2 separate regions of the Macaca mulatta genome follow, and region 2 is linked to region 1. The links are chromatin contacts, called in public Micro-C maps. All regions are on one chromosome and are shown on one strand. The core of a region is the stretch at or near the end of the contact, and the rest is flanking DNA. Distances in the headings are between cores, read along the strand shown.

The links. Hi-C and Micro-C count contacts between places; a contact is called where the count stands out from the background.
Region 2: a Micro-C map of CD4 T cells shows a contact between it and region 1, with 16 times the contacts expected there. The contact joins the promoter of SUDS3 here to the promoter of PEBP1 in region 1. A contact is called at or near these places in 2 of 14 Hi-C or Micro-C datasets (CD4 T cells and liver).

Annotation. Positions count from the first base shown.
Region 1 is chr11:125,411,216-125,416,455 of T2T-MMU8v2.0, reverse strand. It overlaps PEBP1 (phosphatidylethanolamine binding protein 1), which reads right to left and starts at 2,383. Exons shown (of 4, transcript NM_001246199.1): 1 at 2,249-2,383; 2 at 448-557. The coding sequence starts at 2,383.
Region 2 is chr11:125,664,364-125,669,603 of T2T-MMU8v2.0, reverse strand. It overlaps SUDS3 (SDS3 homolog, SIN3A corepressor complex component), which reads right to left and starts at 2,322. Exons shown (of 11, transcript XM_077955367.1): 1 at 2,034-2,322. The coding sequence starts at 2,175. LOC144333143 (a long non-coding RNA gene) reads left to right here. Exons shown (of 2, transcript XR_013401542.1): 2 at 355-2,348.

The DNA of each region.
Region 1 (5,240 bases), core at 1,134-3,633:
AACATGGTGAAACCCTGTCTGTACTAAAAATACAAAAATTAGCCAGGCATGGTGGTGGGTGCCTGTAATTCCAGCTACTCAGGAGGCTGAGGCATAAGAATCACTTGAACCCGGGAGGTGGAGGTTGCAGTGAGCCAAGATCATGCCACTGCACTGCAGCCTGGGTGACTGACTGAGACTCTGTCTCAAAAAAATAAAAAATAAAAATGTAAAAACCATTCTTAGCTCATGGGGCCGTACAAAAACAAGCCACAGGTAGATATGGCTCTCGGCTGTGAGTTACAGATACCCGCTGTAGGGGGCAAAAGGGCAGGAAAGGCATTCTCTGGCTTAAGCATGGGTGGGGGGATCCCAAACCAGGTCTACTTCTCCATGTCCAGCAAGGAACTTACACCCGATAAGTCATGCCTGCATGACCTGCTCTTCCTCGTCTTTCCCAACTCTCACCTGTATTTGGGATCCTTCCTGCTGGGAGCATCCGGGTCTGTCAGGACCAAGGTGTAGAGCTTCCCTGAATCAAGACCATCCCAAGAAATGCTGGTGGGTCTATTCTTAACCTGTATGAAGGAATCAGTTTGGAGTAAAAAAGTCAGAAATGCTGAAGAAACTGGCTGGGTGTGGTGGCTCACGCCTGTAATCCCAGCACTTTGGGAGGCCCAGAAGAGAGGATCACTTGAGGTCAGGGGTTTGAGACCAGCCTGGCCAACACGGTGAAACCCGTCTCTACTAAAAATTCAAAAATTAGCTGGGCGTGGTGGCGGGCACCTGTAATCCCAGCTACTCGGGAGGCCGAGGTGGTGGGAGGATCGCTTGAGCTGGGGAGGCAGAGGCTGCAGTGAGCCAAGCTCACCCCACTGCACTCCAGACTGGGCGACCGAGTGAGACTCTGTCTCGAAAAAAAAGAGAAATCCTGAAGAAACCGATACTCTTTCTTTGATCTCAGACTCTTCAAAGACAAAACGGAATAGATTTTTAATAAAATCAATGACCCTGTATTGACTGTAAGAGCCAGGAGCTGGAGTTTTATATACATCATTTATCTTATTTATTTATTTTGAGACCAGGTCTCCTTCTGTCCCCCAGGCCGCAGTGTAGTGACGCTATCAAGGCTCACTGTAGCCTCAACCTCCAGGGAGGGCTCAATCGATCCTCCCACCTCAGCCTCCTGAGTAGCTGGGAACTACAGGCTCACACCATCACGCCTGGCCATTTTTTTTTTAGAGTTGGGGTCTTACTACGTTGCCCAGGCTGTGTATTATTTCAGTCCCAACAACACCACGGGGCTAGTGTCCCAGCACACTATTAACAGAAACAGATGAGGCTGGGATTCCAACCTTGGCACTGAGTCCCCCTCCCAAGGACACCCTTACATCGTCTGTCCGGAATCACAGGGTTTCTGGATTTGGTGATCACGAGGCTACCTGGGGCCTGCTAAAGTGAAATCTGCATTAACGTTTCAAAGTGCAAAGAAAAGGAGAAAGCCAAGGTGGTGAGACGGGGGCAGGGAAAGGGAGGCTATGTTAGATGGCCACTTCATATGTAAACATCCAAAAAATTTAAATTCTGTGAACATCAAAAACAATGTAAGGTCGGGACAGTTTATTTAACACTGTTGCCCGGAGCTTCATAACCAACTAGCAGTGGCGTCTGCAAATCTAGTTTCTTCACTTTCAGCAGCCCCAGCCCCGTGGGCGTGGGAGGTCAAACAGCAAAACTAAACCGTCGCCCTCCAGCGTTCCGGCTGCACGCTGTCGACCGATTTAACAAAAGAGAAATCGGCCGGCGCGCTCATCGCCAGTTACATAATGCGTCACAGGCTCTCAGCCCTCCAAAACGAGGCCTAAAATGCTGACGCCCTAGGGGAAGCTCTGGGGGCGGGGGCGTCCGAACGGCCACAGTCTACTCCGTCTCGGGGACGTCCCTCTTCAGCGCCCTGCCCCGTTGAGGGAGAGGGGGATCCGGCCTGTTTCCGGACCTAGGCCCCTCTTGGGCCCGAAGCCCGGGAAAAGTGAATGAATTTCTGCTGCAGGCCGAACCTGCCTGGCCACGCCACAGGCCAGGTTCCCGGTGCTCGAGGTGGCCTCCAGGCATGGGACACGGACCCCGGTACCTCTGTCCTGGGGGGCCTCGACACACGCAGGCTGAACCTCCCCACCGCCCCTGGCCCTATTTCCGCTGGGTCCCACCCAGGCGGCCGGCACAGGCCTCCGCGCCGGGCCGCTTGCTGCACGCCCGCCGCCCGGTGTACCTGAGTGGGCGTCAGCACTTTGCCCAGCTCGTCCAACGCCGCCCCGGCGTAGGTGACATGCAGCGGGTGCTGCGGCTGCTCGTCCACTTCTTGCAGGCTCAAGGGCCCGGACCACTTGCTGAGGTCCACCGGCATGGCGAGGCCAAGCAAAGCGTGCAGCCGGGCGTGCCGCGGCAGGCTAGGCGCGGGCGGCGGCGGCGGCGGCGGCAGCGGCAGCCTAAGCGCAGGCGGCAGCGGCGACACGGAGGCCTCAGCGCACTGACCCGGGAAGGCGCAGACCCAGCGACCAAGCGAGAGCACGCGCCCCAGCCACCGCCCGCCCCGCGCACCGCCCCACGCCACGCCCACCGCTGCCTGGCCTCTGATTGGCCGAAGCTGGCAGAGCAGGGCCGCTCGCGCTCCTGGGTCCATGCAACCTGCTCCGGGTGGCAGCCGAGTTCTCGGGAACCGCGGCTTGGCCTGCGAGGCTGTTGTTTCAAGAAATGAAAATAAAGGGCGCCCTGGAATAGGTCCGCCTAAGAGAGAGGTTCGTGCCTTACAAAGTGTCGCGCTGAAAAAAAAAAAAAATGCAATTGAGTTCGCCTTGGTTTCGTTTTGGTTTTCTTAATTTTTTGTATGATTCTTTGCTCCACTTTCCAAGTTCAGCAATGTGGCCTGGCTCATACCTATATCGCCAGCACGTTGGGAGGCCAAAGCAGGAGGATCGCTTGAGCCCAGGAGTTTGAGACCATCCTGGACAACATAGCAAGACCCCATCTTTACAGAAAACTAAAAAAAAAAAAAAAAAAAGCTAGACATAGTGGTGCATGCCTGTAGTCCTAGCTACTCCGGTGTCTGGGGCGGGAGAATCACTTTTTTTTTTTTTTTTTTTCTGAGATGGAGTCTTGCTCTGTTGCCCAGGCTGGAGTGCAGTGGCACGATCTCGGCTCATTGCAAGCTCCGCCTCCCGGGTTCACACCATTCTCCTGCCTCAGCCTCCCGAGTAGCTGGGACTACAGGCGCCCGCCACCACGCTCGGCTAATTTTTTGTATTTTCAGTAGAGACGTGGTTTCACCATGTTAGCCAGGATGGTCTGGATCTCCTGACCTCGTGATCCGCCCGCCTCGGCCTCCCAAAGTGCTGGGATTACAGGCGTGGGCCACAGCGCCCGGCCGATCACTTCTTGAATCCAGGAGTTTGAGGCCACGGTGAGCTACGATCTTGCCACTGCACTCCTGTCTGCGCTTCAGAGTGAGACCACATCTTCACACACACACACATACACACACACACCAAATTCAGAAACTGTAAGGCCTTGCTTTTCTCTTGTACTTCTTAAAACGAGCCAGATTCTCTGTATTTTCACACAAGATCACTTGTCATGGTAATTGCCTGGTGAGAGCACCTGAGTGAACTTTTGAGCATTTAAATATATGGGGAAATGTATTTGTCCGTTTTCTCCACTCAAAATTCGTCCTCACAAAAGTCCTGAGAAATGTTTGGGTTTTGTTTTTTTTTAAAAAAAAACATTTTTAAACCGTATTTATTCATACCAAAACTGCTCTTACTGTGACCACCAACTGCTTGCTTTTTGCTTTTTGCTTTTTGCTGAATATGATGAGCACTATTTTTTTCTTTGTTTTTTGAGACGGAGTCTCGCTCTGTCACCCAGGCTGGAGTGCAGTGGCCGCATCTCGGCTCACTGCAAGCTCCGCCTCCCGGGTTCAGGCAATTCTCCTGTCTCGGCCTCCCAAGTGGATGGGACTACAGGCATGCGCCACCGCGCCCAGCTAATTTTTGTATTTTTGGTAGAGACAGAGTTTCACCATGTTGGCCAGGCTGGTCTCAAACTCCTGACCTCGTGATCCAGGACAACATGGTGAAACCCCATCTCTACAAAAAAATACAAAAATTAGCCCGGTATGGAGGGATGTGCCAGTAATCACAGCTACTACCAAAGTTGAGGCAGGAGGCTCACCTGAGCCTGGGAGTTTGAGGCTGCAGTGAGCCGTGATTGTGCCACTGCACTCCAACCTGGGGGACAGAGTGAGACCCTGTCTCTACAAAAACAAAACAAAACAAAAAAGTCTTCAACATTTTAATGCACCATCATTTATTCAACCATCATTTATTCAACAAGCCTCTTGATGTACTCTGTTTTGTTCATTGTTTTCCTTTTACAAATATCACTGAAGTGAACCTCCTTATACATATATCTTTAAAAACTTGAAAGACTGTTTTTGGAAAGTTTTATTACATGGGAGCTTTTCTTAATTAGGTCAAAAAATACACACGTTATTTTTTGTTTGTTTTGAGACAGAGTCTTGCTCTGTCGCCCAGGCTGGGATGCAGTGGCACAACATGGTGAAACCCCATCTCTACTAAAAATATAAAAATTAGCCAGGCGTGATGGCACACACCTATAATCCCAGCTACTCAGGAGGCTGAAGCAGGAGAATCACTTGAACCTGGGAGGTGGAGGTTGCAGTGAGCCAAGATTGCACCACTGCACTCCAGCCTGGGTGACAGAGGTAGACTCTGTCTCAAAAAAAAAAAAAAAAAAGAAAAAAAAAGAAAAAAGAAAGAAATGTTTACAATATATTCTCTGAAGCCTGCTATTTGGAGGATTTTTGGGGGAGGGTTCTCCACAACCCCTTATCATAACCCAGACGTTCCTTTCTATTGATAATAACTCTTTTAACCAATTGTGAATCAGAAAATTTAAAAATCTACCTATAACCTGAAAGCCCTCCCACTTCAAGTTATCCTACCTTTCTGAACCAATGTATTTTTTTTTTTTTTTTTTTTTTTGAGACAGGGTCTCGCTCTGTCACCCAGGCTGGAATGCAGTGGTGCAATCACGGCTCACTGCAGCCTCAACTTCCCAGCTCCAGCGATCCTCCCACTTCCCACAGGTGTGTGCCACCACACCTGGCTATGTTTTGTATTTTTAGTAGAGACAGGGTTTTGCCACGTTGCCCAGGCTGGTCTCGAACTCCTGAGCTCAAGTGA
Region 2 (5,240 bases), core at 1,073-3,572, 250 kb before region 1:
GAAACCCCCTCTCTACTCAAAATACAAAATTAGCTGGGGGTGGTGGCGCATGCCTGTAATCCCAGCTACTCCCAGCTACTTGAGAGGCTGAGGCAGGAGAATGGCTTGAGCTGAGATCGCGCCACTGCACTCCACTCCACCCTGGGCAACAAGAGCGAAACTCCATCTCAAAAAAAAAAAAAAAAAAAGAACAAAACAAACAACAAATAAAACCCCAAAAATTAGCCAGGCATGATGGCAGGTGCCTGTAATCCCAACGACTCCGGAAGCTGAGGCAGGAGAATTGCTTGAACCCCGGAGATGGAGGTTGCAGTGAACTGAGATTGTGACACTGCACACCAGCCTGGGTGATAGAGTGAGACTCCACCTCAAAAAAAAAAAAAAAAAAGGTTACTTACAATATCCAATAAAATGTAAATACTATGTAAGTAGTTGTTACACTACACTGTTTAGGAATAACAAAAAAAGTCTGCACATGTTCAGTACGGATTCAATTTTTTCCGGAATATTTTTGAGCTGCGCTTGGTTGAATTCACAGATGTAGAATTCACAGACATGGAGCGCCAACTGTATACAATAAAAAAGGTAATCTGACACAAATATTTTCCAAGTTACAACTAAAGGGAACAAGGAGGAGGCCAGATGATCAAACGAAAATTGTTTCAAAACATCTTAAACATTGCTCTTAGAACAAGCATTAATGGCTGGGGTGTCTACAAATTTTTAACAGCCCCTATACTGCAAGGAAAAAAAAACCCTCAATTTTGGCTCCACCGCGCCCCCTCGTGGGGATGAGATGCAGCGCAAGTGCTTCACATTCAAAATCTCTGGTTAAGCCTTGTCTTCGGATGGAGTTAAACCGAATGCAGTCCTTCAACTTTCCATGTCATGCATATGCAGCTGTCTTTTGTAAGGCTGTTGCAGATCCAATTCCCCACAAACCCTTCTCCCCTCCTTCAGTTAAGAGGCCTTCCCTGAGTTCCTGTCATGGTCAGCCACATTACTTGGCACTCGGGAAATTCAGATGAATAAAACGTATGCACCTTTCCAAACAGCTGGTCTAGCTTTTGCTCCACGGCCCGATTTTGTCCCAGAATATTCCATTCACATATAGATCTCTCTTTATCTCCTCTTTCTTCTCCCTTGATCTTTCATATTTCATCACCTTCCTCCTCCTCCATCCCTCCAAAATAGCGTCCTCACACTTGCCAAATTATAAAGCTCAGTTTGAAAAGCAAGGCTCTGAGACGCTGTGATGACAGTGTAAAGAGCATGGGACTGAAAACACACCACCTGGGGACCATTAAGCAAACCCCTCCCTCTCTTACCTGTTTCCGGGAGGGGGGCGGGTGGGGAGAACATTTACTGAGTATTTACTGTACCAGGCCAAGTACTTTATGCGCATGTCATTTAATCCCTATACCGACCCTAGGAAGTGCTTTCTAGGTCAGGTGTGGGAATTAAACAGCTTCATTACAGCTGGGTAAATCGAGGCTGGAAAACTTTAGTTTACAAAGCTGAGTTAAGTGACAGAGCCAAATTTAAACCTGTATCTGGCTGGTTCCAGGTCCCTTTCCTTTAACCAACCTGAGTTATCAATACTGTCCTACCTAAAGCATAGCTGACACGCATTTCGGGGGTGGGGAGGGGCAACTTTGGACTCTGATGCTCTCAGACACAAAAAACGGGGGAACTACACTCGGTGCATTCAGTAAATGAGTTTCTCATTCCTACTAGTGAAGATGTGAGGTTCAATCAGAGACAGCTGGGAGGGAGGACGGGGTCTTAAAGGGACCCCCAGCGTGACAACGTGTGAGTCCCCTCTCCCCATCACAGTCAAGTGTAACGTACCCAGGGCTTCCCCGCTACTCCAGCGCGAAGGGGAGTAACTTCCCCGAGTCCCGCAACTCCCGGCGGCCCCTCCACGCAGCCCCAGGCCCCAGAGGCCGCCCCGCCCCTCTCCCAAGCAGCCCCACCCCCTCCCTAGCGGTCCCACCTCCGCTCCCGGCCGCCGGGAGAGCTGCAGGACTCACCTTCGTCCGACTCGCGGCCCCGACAGCTGCGCTCGTCGTCCTCGGCGCTCTCCAGCTCTTCGTCCTCCTCGGGGTAGTACTCGGGGGCCGGCGGCGCTCCAGCCTGGGCCGGGGCCGGGGCCAGCAGCCCCGCGGCACTCATGTCGCCTCTGACCGCAGCTGAGCGTGGCCCAGGGACACCGCGGCCACCCGCCTTCGGTACTCGCCGTCTGCCTAGCAGCGTCCGAGGGAGCCCCCAACTCGAGGAGCGGGAGCCGCGGCGACCCCTTCCCGGTCTCCGCCGAGCTCCGCCCCCCGCGCCCGCGCTCGGCAACCGGGGCCTCGCGCCGCTGGCGACTTCCGGGTCGAGAGCTGCCCGACGACGGCCTGACTCCGCCATCCTTGGGGGAGTGGAGATGCCGCTGGACGCCCAGTCGCCACAACTTCAGCCCTTTCATCGCCGTCTTAAAATCCTTAAAGTATAGTGGGGGAGGGGCGGAGCCAGGTTCTCTAGAGTCAGGCAAATCTACGGGCAGGCCCAGCAGCCATCAGGACCCCGAGGCTCGCAGGCGACATCCGGAAACAGCCGCCAGGCGGCGCCTGGAGCTAGAACTAAAGCAGGGATCGTTAGCGACCTAGGGGCGGAGGGTTTGAAGGGCCCTTGGCAGGTGGAGGTGGTCTCTAATCTAAGCAGGGGAACCACGCGAACTGCCCCCTTGTTAGGTCTGAAAACCTAGACATCCAGAGTGTGCGTGATCATGCAGCCTGGCTCCTCCTGTGACTACTTAGAGCTTTATTAAGAGCTAAAAGACAAGGATGCTGATATTCCATCCTGGGGACAGCAAAACAGTATTTTCCCAGCCCTTAGGAATCCTTTCTATTTGTGTAAGGTTTATTCGATAAGATGTTCCCCCGGTTTTACAAACGAGAAACGAGCTGTCGTTTGCCTAAAAAAAAATAGCAACGTCCAGTCTGATTTTTTAGACTCGGAGACCCAGGCCTTCCGCGGTACAGCTGTCTTGAATATTAATTTTTTCAAAGGTGCTTTTGCCTAATCCAACAGCTTGCTCTGAGCTCTCAACTGAAGAAGGGGAGAATTTGCCTACCAGAAGTTATTTGGCTAAGCAAGACCTACGTGGAAGCTTAAAAACCAGGAGAGCTGAGTATCTGCAAGAATTAATTTGTGGGATTCCCTCTGAGTAAAAGAGGGACACGGTGTTACAAGTTTTGCTCAAAGAATAGATTTAAGGTGTCCCTTTAGCTAAGAGCAGTGTGGTCTAGTTGTGTGTAGCGAGAAAAAAGGATAAGGTTTTTAATGGTTTGTCCAAAGTAGCCCCACTTTCATGTTCCACCCGAGTCTCCGTAGGAAACGCAACCAGTAGTGAAAACACATGTGAAAACCAGGGTGGAACCGAATATTCCCATTCTCAGACCTTTTGTGATCAAATTTCTCTCTGAATTGGCCCCCATGGACTCTTCTAAAAAATGAAACATTATTCCCATCCCATTTATTTTGACATTTATTTACTACCTTGTTTTAATTAAAATCTTGGCTCTATTTGTAAGGGATTTTTTGTCCCAACAAAACTAAAGAATTTCCAGAATGGAATGCTAAGATGTCTTTCCAGGAGTTCCGAGATCTTCTGAAGCGCCTTCTAAATAAGAATCATTCTCAGATCTCACCAGGTCTGCCATCTATATTTAAACTAGGATTTCGGAACTGTCTCGTGTCCAAAAGATGAAGTCATTTTCTTTTTTTGTGCTGTTGGAGCACATCTAAATTATTTGCAATCAACTATATTGAGTAACTTGCGTTCCTATCAGTAGCAATAATCATAGTGCAGAAAAAGCAAAGATTTTAGAAATCAACAGTTCATTGATACAATGAATTTTTAAGTTTATTTCGTTGCTAAATGGTTTCCTTTCAAGACGCTGAGATTTTTATCATGCTTATGTTTTACTGCTATCTTGACTGCAAACAGCATCTGTAAATGGTCATGCATTTCTTTTTTATATGTAATGAACAGACACAACTGAGCACTTGGGTGATGAAAACTTACCCCATTTTTTCTACCCAGATTGCCAGCTGCAGAACTAAAAAATGCTCGTAAGTGAAGGTGGACCTACTCAAAAAAATTATGTTGTGGCTTTAGTCTTACCCAACCTTTAGATTTATTTAATATGATTTTGGACAGTCGCTAATCTCCTGTAAAAACCAAGTTTCCTCAAAACCAAGTTTTACCACCTTGAAATCTTTTTCTGTATGCCTTCTCACAATGGTACTCAGACACCGCTCAGCAACTCGACTTGACTTGAAGTGAAGTGCTGCCAGCCCCATTTCCACAACTTCTTTGCTTCCAGGCCTTCTCTGCCTACCCTAACACTGAAACTGAAACTTTAAAAGGGGACATCACAATTGGAATGGAGTATGATTTTTTTTTTTTTTTTTTGAAACGGAGTTTTGCTCTTTTGCCCAGGCTGGAGTGAAGTGGCATGATCTCGACTCACTGCAACCTCCACCTCCTGGGTTCAAGCGATTCTCCTGCCTCAGCCTTTCGAGTAGCTGGGATTACAGGCGTGTACCACCACGCCCCACTAATTTTTGTAATTTTAGTAGAGACGGGATTTCACCATGTTGGCCAGGCTGGTCTGGAACTCTTGACCTCAGGTGATGAATGGAGTATGATTCTTAAACACTAGAAGAAACATGTATACTGTTTAGAACACAAACACATTTTGTCAGCTGGAGTTAAAAAGTTAACAATCGAGGGTTCTCTGAGAACTAAGGCCCTGTGTACATCTGACAAAACTGAGGATCAAAATGTGTTCCTGAAACGAAACAATTTCTTCATCAAATGCTAAATTCTAAAGTCCATAAACTTACTTAGGGTATTAAGAGTAAGGAAAGCAGTTTTCTGTTTCCGGTGTTGATTTGATCAGCATATCCAGTTTCACAAAAATAACACAAATGGGTCTTAGTAGCATGATGCACTTTCACCCCTGGCAGGCACTATCCTTTAGCGTGGATCAAGAGGACTCTCTGATTATCACATATTACACTTGGGTCAAAGCTCGTTATCCTTTGGCCCCTCGTTCACATAAAATCATTAAAACCTGTGGCCCTGGAAAAAGGTTACACTGAATAAGTTTGCTGAAACCTTGTTAAGCTAATAATAGGGTTCCCCTACCAGTCTTTCTACTGTCATAAAAACCTACAAACTGAAAATT